Regions from separate parts of the Mus musculus genome. Here region 2 is linked to region 1. A link is a contact called in public HiChIP or PLAC-seq data. All regions are on one chromosome and are shown on one strand. The core of a region is the stretch at or near the end of the contact, and the rest is flanking DNA. Distances in the headings are between cores, read along the strand shown. Region 1 holds the start of Rab23 (RAB23, member RAS oncogene family). Region 2 overlaps Dst (dystonin).

Evidence for each region. HiChIP or PLAC-seq counts read pairs in DNA pulled down with a chosen protein or histone mark.
Region 2: a contact with region 1 is called in a CTCF HiChIP or PLAC-seq map of the NIH/3T3 cell line, with 13 read pairs. The contact joins the enhancer-like site here to the promoter of Rab23 in region 1. A contact is called at or near these places in 1 of 39 promoter capture datasets (cranial neural crest), 2 of 15 datasets of contacts at CTCF or cohesin (the NIH/3T3 cell line and large pre-B cells), 8 of 484 Hi-C or Micro-C datasets (the Ba/F3 cell line, the G1E-ER4 cell line, Sertoli cells and 4 more), 2 of 115 datasets of contacts at active chromatin or transcription factors (bone marrow-derived macrophages and embryonic hindbrain) and 1 of 9 other capture datasets (adipose tissue).

Annotation. Positions count from the first base shown.
Region 1 is chr1:33,716,346-33,722,014 of GRCm38.p6, forward strand. Rab23 (RAB23, member RAS oncogene family) reads left to right here and starts at 3,551. Exons shown (of 8, transcript NM_008999.4): 1 at 3,551-3,828; 2 at 5,263-5,354. It overlaps Gm32229 (predicted gene, 32229), which reads right to left and starts at 3,501. Exons shown (of 4, transcript NR_157041.1): 1 at 3,435-3,501; 2 at 622-716.
Region 2 is chr1:33,967,146-33,972,814 of GRCm38.p6, forward strand. It overlaps Dst (dystonin), which reads left to right. Exons shown (of 103, transcript NM_001276764.1): 3 at 1,558-1,758. Among named protein-coding and RNA genes, the nearest start is that of Dst, 62 kb to the left of the region's middle. Within about 2 kb of position 2,641, at least 8 of the 459 cell types and tissues checked have an H3K27ac peak or open chromatin away from gene starts, as enhancers often do.

The DNA.
Region 1 (5,669 bases), core at 2,301-4,800:
CTTTCTCTTTCTCTCTCTCCTGACTGGGATCAGAAATCCTTCTGAAAGAAAGAAAGAAAGAAAGAAAGAAAGAAAGAAAGAAATCCTTCCTTAGTCTCTTCTCTTCTCTTCTCTTCTCTTCTCTTCTCTTCTCTTCTCTTCTCTTCTCTTCTCTTCTCTTCCCCAGCTACTGACGGATCAGCTCTTTGTTAACCAATCAGAGGTGATAGAAAACAATCTATATACAACATTGAGACAAGGGATGCTTGACCAAGCCAGGCAGTGGTGGCGCACGCCTTTAATCCCAGCACTTGGGAGGCAGAAGCTGGCGGATTTCTGAGTTTGAGGCCAGCCTGGTCTACAGGGTGAGTTCCAGGAAAGCCATGTCTACACAGAGAAACCCTGTCTCGAAAAAAAACAAAAAAACAAAAAAACAAAAAAAAACAAAACAACAACAAAAAGAGATGCTTGACCAGCCAACATCTAGACTGCAACCAGATCTCTGGGCCCATTCATCAGCATCTGAAATACACGGTAGACAAAAATCTTCCCCTAGCAATGTCCCACAATACTGTCGTAGTCTCTTTCTGTTGCTGTGATAAAATACATGGGCAGGAGCAACTTAAAGGAGATGAGGCTTACTTTTGGCTCACCGTTAAAGGTTATGCTCCATCATGGTGGCGAAATCAAAGGCAGGAGCTTGAAGCCACTGGTGCAGTGCATCCACCATCTGGAACCTGGAACATAGAGTAGAAAATGCTACATGCTGTGCCATGCCCTTCTCTATTTATATAGCCCAAATGTCCAGCCAGGGAATACCACTGCCCACAGTGGAAGGCGTTTCTCAGCTCATCAATGTCATCAAGATAATCCCTCACAGATGTGCCCAGAGGCCCATCCCAGGCAATTAGATTCTGTCAAGTTGACAACACCAACCACCACACTGCCCTTTCCTCAGCCCCTTACCCACTTAATGCCTATCTATATTAACACTTTTTCTTAGTAAACTCTAATTTTTTTTCGTAAGAAGCTAACAACTTGCAAACAAAATGAAGGCTAAACTTAGTGGTGACTTGACATTTGTGTCTCAAACACGATCTTTATCATGGATCAGTAACCTCTAATTTTTAAATCTGAAATTTTTCATTTTAAAATTACTATATATGACAAATAATTCTCACACAGTGGATGAGATCAGTGCTTGGGCAGCTGCTATTGCAGAAAGGTAGAACGCTTGGCCAGCATGAATGAGGCCCTGGGTTTATAGAAAGGATAGTTGGAACATTCATAAATACACAATGGAGATTACCTTTCCAGAACCTGAAAAGAAAGCCCTTGCTGGTCACAATTCTTTGCACATCACATAACTAATATGTTAGCTTCCAGCATCTCAGTCTCTCTGTTTTGTTCTCTATAGTGAAAAATTCCAGGATGTCCTATAGGACCAGAGGATGAAGGGGTCCAGTCTGGGCACATGGCCCAGAGGGAACTTAACAGCTAGCTAACTGCTATGAGCCCAAGCCAAGGCTCTTCCACATTCCTGAAGGAAATCTGAAACCATGACTCAAGACCCTAGCACTCTAATGCCCACAATTCTGATTAAGATGTGCTTGAAGGGCTGGTGAGATGGCTCAGTGGGTAAGAGCACCCGACTGCTCTTCCAAAGGTCCAGAGTTCAAATCCCAGCAACCACATGGTGGCTCACAACCATCCGTAATGAGATCTGACTCCCTCTTCTGGAGTGTGTGAAGACAGCTACAGTGTATTTACATAAAATAATAAATAAATCTTTAAAAAAAAAAAAAAAAAAAAAAAGATGTGCTTGAAGCAACAAGTGGTTCATATAGACCCTCTTAGCTATGGCTAATGTAGGTTTTCAAATTTTCATTTTAAAATGCTCTTGACAGTCGGGCAGTGGTGGTGCACGCCTTTAATCCCAGCACTTGGGAGGCAGAGGCAGGCAGATTTCTGAGTTCGAGGCCAGCCTGGTCTACAGAGTGAGTTCCAGGATACCTAGGGCTACACAGAGAAACCCTGTCTCGAAAAACTAACTAACTAAATAAATAAATAAAATAATTTTAGAAAATGCTCTTGACTTGTAGGTCCCTACTCTTGTGTAGCTCGGCTGCTAATTGTGGGTCATATCCTAGGACCAGGCTTTTTTTCCCCCATCTGCTATGACTGCACAAAACCTTTAAGTCAGAGAACTTAAAAAAAAAAAAAAAAGATTTATTTTATGTGTGAGAGTACACTGTCACTGTCTTCAGACACACCAGAAGAGAGTTTCAGATCCCATTACAGATGGTTGTGAGCCACCACGTGGTTGCTGGGAATTGAACTCAGGACTTCTGGAAGAAGAGTCAGTACTCTTAACCACTGAGCCATCTCTCCAGCTCCACTCAGAGAACTTTCAGTGTCAAGAGTTTTGAGCAACAACGGAAATGAACTGAACGCTTGGCATGATGACACAGCCTTGTAATTTCAGCACTGAAGAGATTGACACAGCAGGGTGGTGAGTTGAAATTCAGCCTTAGCTGCACTTGGCCAGTCTTGGATAAATAACCAGACTTTGCCTTGAAAAACAAAAACCAAACGCCAAGCCAAACAAAAACAAAAAAACAAACCCCAAACTAAAAAGGAAGGAGAAAACAATGGGTTTGGCATGCAGTGTGTGCTTTTGTGTACAGCACTTTGTTTTAACCTTAAGCTTCTGTCATTGTGTGTTGTTAATGCTTACAGCTGCAGAGGCTCCTTTTCATGGCTGTGTAGTGGTTCCATTACACAACGGAGAGGTATTAGTTCATTGACATCTTTTGGGTTATTTCCATTTGGAGAGTATTAGGACAGATGCAGCTATGGGTGTCCTGACATCTGTTTGCCTGTATATCATAAGGACAGTTCCTATCAGCTGTGTGACCAAGGAATGGGTGGATCACAGGGTGCACAAATGTAACAAACTCTCCTTCTCGTTCAAAGGAGTTGCTCCAGCACACAAATTCAGCTAATTCACATTCTTTTCAACACTTGGTATTTTATATCACCCTCCCCTGTTTTATTTTGATGCATACAGAAACAACCAACGTTTATGTATTTTGAGACATAGTTTATTGTAGTTCAGGCTGGCCTTGAAATCCTGATCTTCATGCCACACCATCTTTCCAAGTACTAGGATCACACACGTGTGTTTCCACGCCGCGTTTGAAGCGAGTTTGCTTTTTTGCAGGACCTTTTTAAATTTGTGGGTTAGTTTTCTGAGTTGTTAGCCATCACGGTCTTCTATTTTGTTCAGTCATACCCTGCAAACAAATTATTTGTCTTCATTCATCACTTTTTTTTTCACACTTCAGTGCTACCACGTGAGTCTCAGGTGGTGACAGACTTCTGAGGCCCCCGGATACCTGACCCTGTGTAGGGAAACAAGGCACACCTTCAGTAGGTTAGCACATCCTGCTCACCTTGGTCTCCTTGGGTACCAAGGCCTGATGCTGTGCAAACCCAGCCCGCGCCTTCCCTGCCAGCGCAGGGCGGGGCCGGTGCTGAGCATGCGCAGACCAGGTGGCGCATGCTCCTCAGCGCGGCGGGCGGGAGTCCGGCGCGCCCTCCATCCCCGGCGGCGTCGGCAAGGAGTAGCTCGGTGAACCCGGATACTAATAAAGTTCGCTAGAGACTCATAATCGTTCTGAAAGAGCGGAGCGGGTACGAGGCGTCCGCGGGGAGGAGCCGGGCTCGGTGCTGCGGGCTGTGCGTTCCGGGCTCGGTGTTGCGGACTGTGCGTTCCGGGCTCAGCGCTGCGGGTTGTGCGTTCCGGGCTGCGGGCTCCGCGCTGAGGGTTCCGGGCTGCGGGCAGAGGTGAGTGCGGCCTGCGCGGCCTCGGCTCGGGGCTGCGGTGCCGCCGGGATGTCGCTGTGGGCGCGGACGGCGGCTGCGGGCGGCGCTCTGCTCTCGCGTCCTCGTGGGGACCGCTCCGCGCCGACGACCCCGGCCGCGGCTCGCTCACCAACCGCCGTGGCTTCCCAGGAGCGGGAACCCGAGAGTGGGAGAACTTGATGCGGGTGCGGCGCGGCGCGGGACGCACAGGGCTGCGCGACTCCGCCTGGGACGATCCCAGTGCCTTCTGTAACGGGCGGGTTGCTGTAGGAAAAAACAAACCCGGCAAGCCTTTCTTTAGCAAGTTGACCCATCCTTTCCTTTGCCTACGCGAGAGTCTGCATTGGTTGCCAAGGGATTTGAAACCGAGAAGAGAGGACATTGATAATTACTGTCGGTTTTTAATTATATGTAGCATTGTGCTTTTCAAAGAACATACTTATTTTTTGCATTTTTTTTTTCTTAAAAGCATGTGTGATTTGGGATAGGCTCTCCCTGTGATGGCATGGCTGGCTTGGAACTTGTGTAGACAGGCTGGCCTCAAACTCAGAGCCTCTTCCCCCTGAAGGCTGGGATGCAGTGTTGTAACTAGTTTCTGAGAATCTTAACAGTAATTCCCGACGCTACGATCTGCTTTCACATCTTTGTTTAAATTTTATTTTTTAACTTCCATATGGTAAAAAAAAAAACCCAAATAACCATTTGGAGAGTTTTAGATTCATATATCTGGTCAGGATATGAAACCAGTCCTGCTACCTGTTAAAACCTCATGTTGTCTCTTTATATCTTACCTCTTATTCCTGATTCCTAGAAATCACTGTTTTCAGAATGCCATTTTAGTGTAACAGTTTGAGATGTTGATAACTGTCTTCCATGACTATATATAAACACCTTTGAGATTCAAGATGCGGCCCTGTTGGTTATTGGGGGGACAGGCTCTTCATATCTTTTTGAGACAAGATCTCAGGTGGTCCAGGCTAGCCTCAGACTTGCTCCAGTAGCAAGGATAATCATGACCTTAGGATTCTTCTGCCTCTACCTCCCTAGTGCTGGGATGACAGACATGTGCCGTCATGCCAGGTGTGTGTGTGTGTGTGTGTGTGTGTGCGCCGCGGGCTGCTAGGCATGGCGTCCGGGGCCTTGTGGAGCTAGACAAACAGTGTACCAATTAAGCCACATTATCTGTTCCACAGTTTCCTGTGTGGATAGCCCTTTTCTCCTTCTACTCCCTGTTTAATTAGGTAGATGTGCTAAACATAGCCAATTATATTATCCGCCCACTGAAGGGCATTTGGGGAGTTTTCAGTTTTATATGATTATGAATTGAGTTGTTATAGGTCTGGGGAGATGGCTTATTTTGTTGTTGATACTATTGAGGGTTTTTTGTTTTGTTTTGTTTTTGAACGTTAATTGTAGGGTGAAGAATTGTTTAGATTGAGAAGAGGAAGTCGACTTCCCAAAACTGAGCCAGTGTGAAACACAAGCTGGATGAACACGGTCAGATCTTGGTAAGGAGTGTAGGTTTGTATTGTTATTGTTTTTCTGTTTTTTTCTGAGATGGCATTTCACTGTGTAGCCCACACTGGTCTGGAGCTCCCAGGTGCTCTCTGGCCTCAGTCCGTCATGTGAGACCCTGAATAACAGCATTCTCCACCACTCTTGCTAGATTTAGATTTGCTCCTGAGCTTCAGGGTTATAAGAGGCTGGTGGTTGAAGTCTTGGTTTCATCCTAGAGCATTGAAATCATCTTCTCTGAGCACAGGATCCAAGTTCTTTGAAGTTCTCCTGGGTTCCAACATTAGGCACAGTCCAGAGTCTCTAAC
Region 2 (5,669 bases), core at 1,391-3,890, 250 kb after region 1:
AAGCCACAAACACATAGCCCCCAGGCCCCCCAGAGTATCTGTTGCTTACTGAACCCCTTTCATTTCCATCCATGCCTGACTTGCACTCTCCTGCTGGCATGTCATAGAATACCATCTCCGTTGCTTGTAAATACTTCATACGTGTGCCTGCCATTTTACATATTCATTCATTCCTAAGTCCTGTCCCTTGCCTGGAACATAAGTACTATTCGGTCTTCAAGAGCCTGCCGCCCACTAAACTGAGCCAAATATAGAGTATTCTCAGCTCCATTCAGTCCTTTCTGTGAGACTGGCTACCACTGAGAGTGGTGCTTGTGTGTTGTTTGTGAACTCAGTGTGAATTACTCCTTTTGTTCTCTGCTAAACTGCTTTTTGTTCTCTGCCACAAGAGGACTGAGACCATCACTGATAACTTTTGAAATTCTTTTCACACTATGACTTATTTGAACTTGTTTCTTTGTCTGAAGAGCTATGCTTACCTTACCTCAAGAGAGAAAGAACACGTGACTGTTTTATCAAGCACCCGCTTTTTTTCTAGATATGCTACTCGGCATTTTAGATATACCCTTTGTTTAGAAGCTAAAAGTCTTATGTATAGAATGTGAACATTACGTGGAGTAGGGAGCGGAAGTCACAGATGTTTAATAACTGTGTGGCTTTATCAATGACTCAGCATTTGGACACAGGCGCATCACTCCCACGCTCACATCCTTGACCAGGCTACCTCTGCTTTAGCTCTGCATCTTCCCTTTGTTAGGATGTAATGATGCTCTGCATCCCTACGGACCCTCCCGAGAGATTCTGCTCTCAGGAATGCAGAGGGGTTCTTCATCCATCATCTCTGTTGATGTAGTAAATTAAGGACACAAACAGAAGTAAGTTTAAGGGAGTCAGGGCTTATTTGGTTTACAATTCCAGGTCATGGTCCGGTGTTGTAAGAATGTCAAGATACTAACTTGAGCAATCAAGTTACACCCACAGCCAGGAGCAGAGAGAGAAGGAATGCATGCATGGTTTCTTGTGCTCCATCTCTTTCCTCTTTCAGAGGCGCCAGGATTCAGACGTAGGGAATGGTGCTGCCCACTATGGGCGAACCTTCCCACCTCTATTACACCTCAATACATGCCCACAGCTAGAGATCTAGACAGCTCCTCATTAAGACTCAATTCCCAGGTGATTTTTAGATTGTGTTCTTGGCATTTAAAAGTAACCATCTGCCTGGTCTCGTGTTCTATGCCCCACCCTGTCCTCTGTATCATGTTTAGGCAGGTGTATTCACAACTCATCTGAACAATGCAGAAGCAGAGCAGAGTCCTCTTTCCTTTTTCATTCCTCCATCAACCTTCTTGATCTTAAGGTCATTTTTAATGTAGAAGTGCCCTCAGCCCTGCGGAAAATATTTTCATGTGTGTTGAACCACTTAGACTCACAAATGGGAATGTAGATGATTTCATTGACTAGGGGGGGGACTTGGGGAGCACACAGTTTAACTAACTCCAGGAAATATTTATACAAAAATGTGGAAATCTGAATTCCCGTGTGTGTTTCCTGCCACAGGGGTTCCGAGCAAGCCCCCGACACATCAGGAGGCGAGTTGCAGCGGCCGCAGCTGCCCGGCTTGAAGAAGTGAAGCCTGTGGTGGAAGTCCATCATCAGAGTGAACAAGAGTCATCGGGGAGGAAGCGAAGGATCAAGAAAAACAGCCGGGTGCAGCCAGAATTCTATCACTCTGTTCAAGGTGCTTCCACCAGAAGGCCTGTAAGTAGAAAGCTGTCTTTTGTACAAGTGTTGAATAACAGTCAAACGGTGAAATTATCCCCTTAAATAAGTTTGGATAAATAGTTGAGCCATCCTGTTGTTCCCCCACAAAGTGACTGCGTGTTCACATAAAGGAAGGGTTGTGCTTTCCAAGAAGGTCTTAGGGAGGTCCTTGCCAGAGGCAGGAGCAGGCCAGCGTCACTCAGACTGATCTAAAAACCTAGGGAATTCCTAGCGCCCTTGAAGCTGTGGTCTAGAATGAGGATGGGAGCGCTAGAGTTAACAGGCTGGCAGGCTGAGGTGTGCTAAGACATCACAGCAACAATAGAGTCAGTATCAAGAGAGGGAAAGCATCCAAGACGGGCTGGAGCTGGAACCTGTGACGGTGGCTGAACCCCTCCCAGGAGTCTCTAGGGCTGGGACTCAGCTCAGGGTAACTCTGGAAGAGCTTCTAACTGGCCTTTCAGCTGTGAGACAGCAAAAGGCTCTGTCCCCCTAACTGTGCTGGTTTGAGTGAGAATGGCCCCTCGAGGCTCACATATTTGAATGCTTGCCCCTCCCCCATCGGTAGAACTGTTTGGGGAACATAGGAGGTGCTGCCTTGTTGCAAGAGGTGTCCCTCTCAGAATGGACTTCACTCAGCCCCCTCTCTCTGCCTAGTGGTTGTCATCTCAAGATGTGAGCTCTCAGCTTCTATTTCAGTGTCATGGCCACCTGCCTGCTGCTATGCTCCCTACAATGGTCAGAGACTCTAACCCTCTGGAGCCACGAGCCCCAGATTAGATGTTTCTTTTACAAGTTGTCTTGGTCCTGACGGTTTTTGTCATGGCTGTATAAAAGCAACTGAGACACTAGTCATGTGTTCACAGCACGGCTTTCCCTGGGGCGCCGGAGCTCAGCTGGGGTTGAGCCAGTCATTTTCTGAACACATTATTCTAAGTGCTCTGGTGTCCTCATCTCGGTGGCTTTTGGCACATGGATTTTTCTAACCAATACTGTGAATAAGGATTTGGGCCTTGAAAAATGCTATTTGAAAGCTTTAAAAATGTTATTTCTGAAACTGCCATGATGTTACATTGTTTTAGCATTAGAATTTAGCCTTATTCACCTGGTTTATCCTCATGCTATGCTTAGCCCATATTGCCATTTCCTGTGCTGACAGCCTAAGGGAACTGTCAAGATGTGACTTGATAATCCCTCTGCATTCCATTGGGGTCACTGGGTGGCAGGTCACATGTGGAAATAGGTTTAGTGACGAGGCCAGCAGAAGGGTCCTATTTCTAATGAATTGTTTGCAACAGAGCTACTTAATGACAAAGACCTGTGATTGGTGTTTACAACAGGAAGTGCTAGGCAGGGATGATGTGGTCAGGGGGAGGAGAGGAAGGGGCATAGAGAGCTGTCGATAATTTACGTGGGGTTTTGCATAGGTGACCTTAGGAAGATTAAACACGCAGCCAGCGTGAGCAGCAGTGCAGGCTGGGACAGGTCAGCGACTACTGCAGTACTCTAGGTGTCAGGCCTCAGTTCCACCATCTCTTCCTCGAAGAAGGGAATCTGAGGATGGTGTGTATGCTTCGGAGCCGGGGATGCACACTCCCTCATCTGATTGCATCTCCAGTGAGTCTTCTGGGAGGCCGGAAATTGTCAGTCAGCAGGGAGGAGGCTCCTCGTGTCATATGATTTCTGGGCAAACTTTTGACATCGGCAGGCTGCTGATAATGGGATGTTGCCTGTGGACTGAATGATGTATGTCCTTTGATGGGTTTAGTTGTCTGCCTTCACCAGTACCTGCTGTAGCCAGTCCATTCAACACAGGTCCAGACCTGTTCTTTTTCTCACCTCTGCTCGCATATAGTCAGTGCTGTCACACCTTGCTAGAAGAACTCTCCCTGTGGCTTGGAGATGGGCTGAGATGACATCAGCCGGAGAGACCCAGGATTATTTGAATGGCCTTCTGCAAGCTACTTCTGGCATTTCTAGTCACAGTTATTTATTTATTTTATATATATATATTTTTTAAAGATTTATTTATTTATTTTATGTATATGAGTACACCACCTTTACTCTCTTCAGACACACCAGAAGAGTGCATCAGATCTCATTACAGATGGCTGTGAGCCACCATGTGGTTGCTGGGAATTGAACTCAGGACCTCTGGAAGAGCTGTCGGTGCTCTTAATCACTGAGCCATCTCTCCAGCCCTATTTATTTTTTTATACTCCAAAACAAGACTTGCAAGTAAGAAAGGCCGGCAGCGTGACAGCAGAGAAGAATTAGAGAATATGACAGTAGCTGAGGCTGTTGTAGCTCTGTGGTAAAGTGCTCGCCTGACTTTTGAATGGCTGTGGGTTCAATTCCCTAGCATGGAAGGAGGAGACAAGGAAAACAATGACTGAACCACTTTAGCCAGCTTGCATCATGGTGGCATGTCATGTGGTATGCGTTCAGGGCTTTAGGCTATAACATACTCATCCTGAATTCATAATTCATACTCTAGTATGCCTATAAGATGTGTGATGGGTTTCACTAATAGAAACTTAATCAATAATACATACACTTATTATGGCACTCCTTGGGGAATTAGCTGTCTCTAGAGCTGAGTCGATAGGCAACCAGTTTATCCTAATTTTCTCTCAGTAAATGTGTCTTGAGATTGGTTGTCTGTCTTACGGTCTGTCACTGGCATATCTAGAAATCTCGAACCACATTGGAGCAGGGAAGGCAGATCTAGCTCCTCCCTTGGGCTTTAATACTTTGGACAGTACAAAATACTTTTGTGTTTCTGAATCCTAGAGTTCTTAAATACTGCATTAGTCACTCTCTCTGCTGCTGCGACTGCCATATCCAATAGAAACAAGAGAGGAGGCTGTATTTTGTTTCCTGGTGTCAGAAGGTTATTCTCTATTACTTCGAGGTGCAGAGCCTCCCAGTTATTGATGATAGGAATGTGCTGATGCAGCTCAGATAGGAAGGAGTGCAGGCTGGAGCCAGGGCAGGCAGCACCTTCAAAGACCAGTCCCCAGTGAGGCCTGTCCTCTAGCCAGGCTCTGCCTCCATCACCTCACAGCCTTCAGACAGTGTCACAGACAAGGCACTGTGCTTTCAGGGTAGGAGACCACGGAGGGCGTTCCAGATTCAAACTTTAGCAGCTTTCATTGTTGTAATGGGAAGACCTCTCCACATTTGCCTCCGAGTTCCTGGGCTGTGCTCCCCCCTCACCCTTCCCTCCATGCTCCTCTCTGCTGTGCTCCCTCTCTCCTGTGCTTCTCTCTGTTTTGTGTCTCCTTTAATTACCCTCAGAGACCTGGGGCAAGGCTCAGTGTCCAGAAGAGGATTAGTGTGTCTGGTGGAAAGCAGGAGCTGACATTCAAACCCAGATCCTCTGAACTTGAGAGGGTTGAGACAAAAATAGGAGAAACTGTGCACGTTCACGTTTCTAATCTGCCCCCTGGATGTTTTAACCACACCGAGTCTCAGTGGTCCTTCCTGTACAGATGGCAGGTACTGTATAAATGAAACCTTTGGGTTTTAAATAGCATAAATCAGCCTGGAGGTGGTGACGCATGCCTTTGATCACAGTGCCTTTAACCCCAACACTAAGGCAGCAGAGGCAGGCAGATCTCTGTGAGTTCGAGGACAACTTGGTCTACAGAGTGAGTTCAAGGAGAGCCAGGACTATACACAGAAGAAACAAAACAACAGCAAAAAACCAAGAGCAATCACATCCGTTAAAACCTATATTTAAATGGTTGTGAAAGGTAAATAAACCCTAACCCTTATTTTTACTGTGTATACTTATTATTGGCTTGAACTTCCTGTGTCAGGGAAATAGGGACCTTTGTTCTAATGTCTGTTCACATGGATCCGTGTGTCACATGGATCAGTGCGTGTGTGTGTGTGTGTGTGTG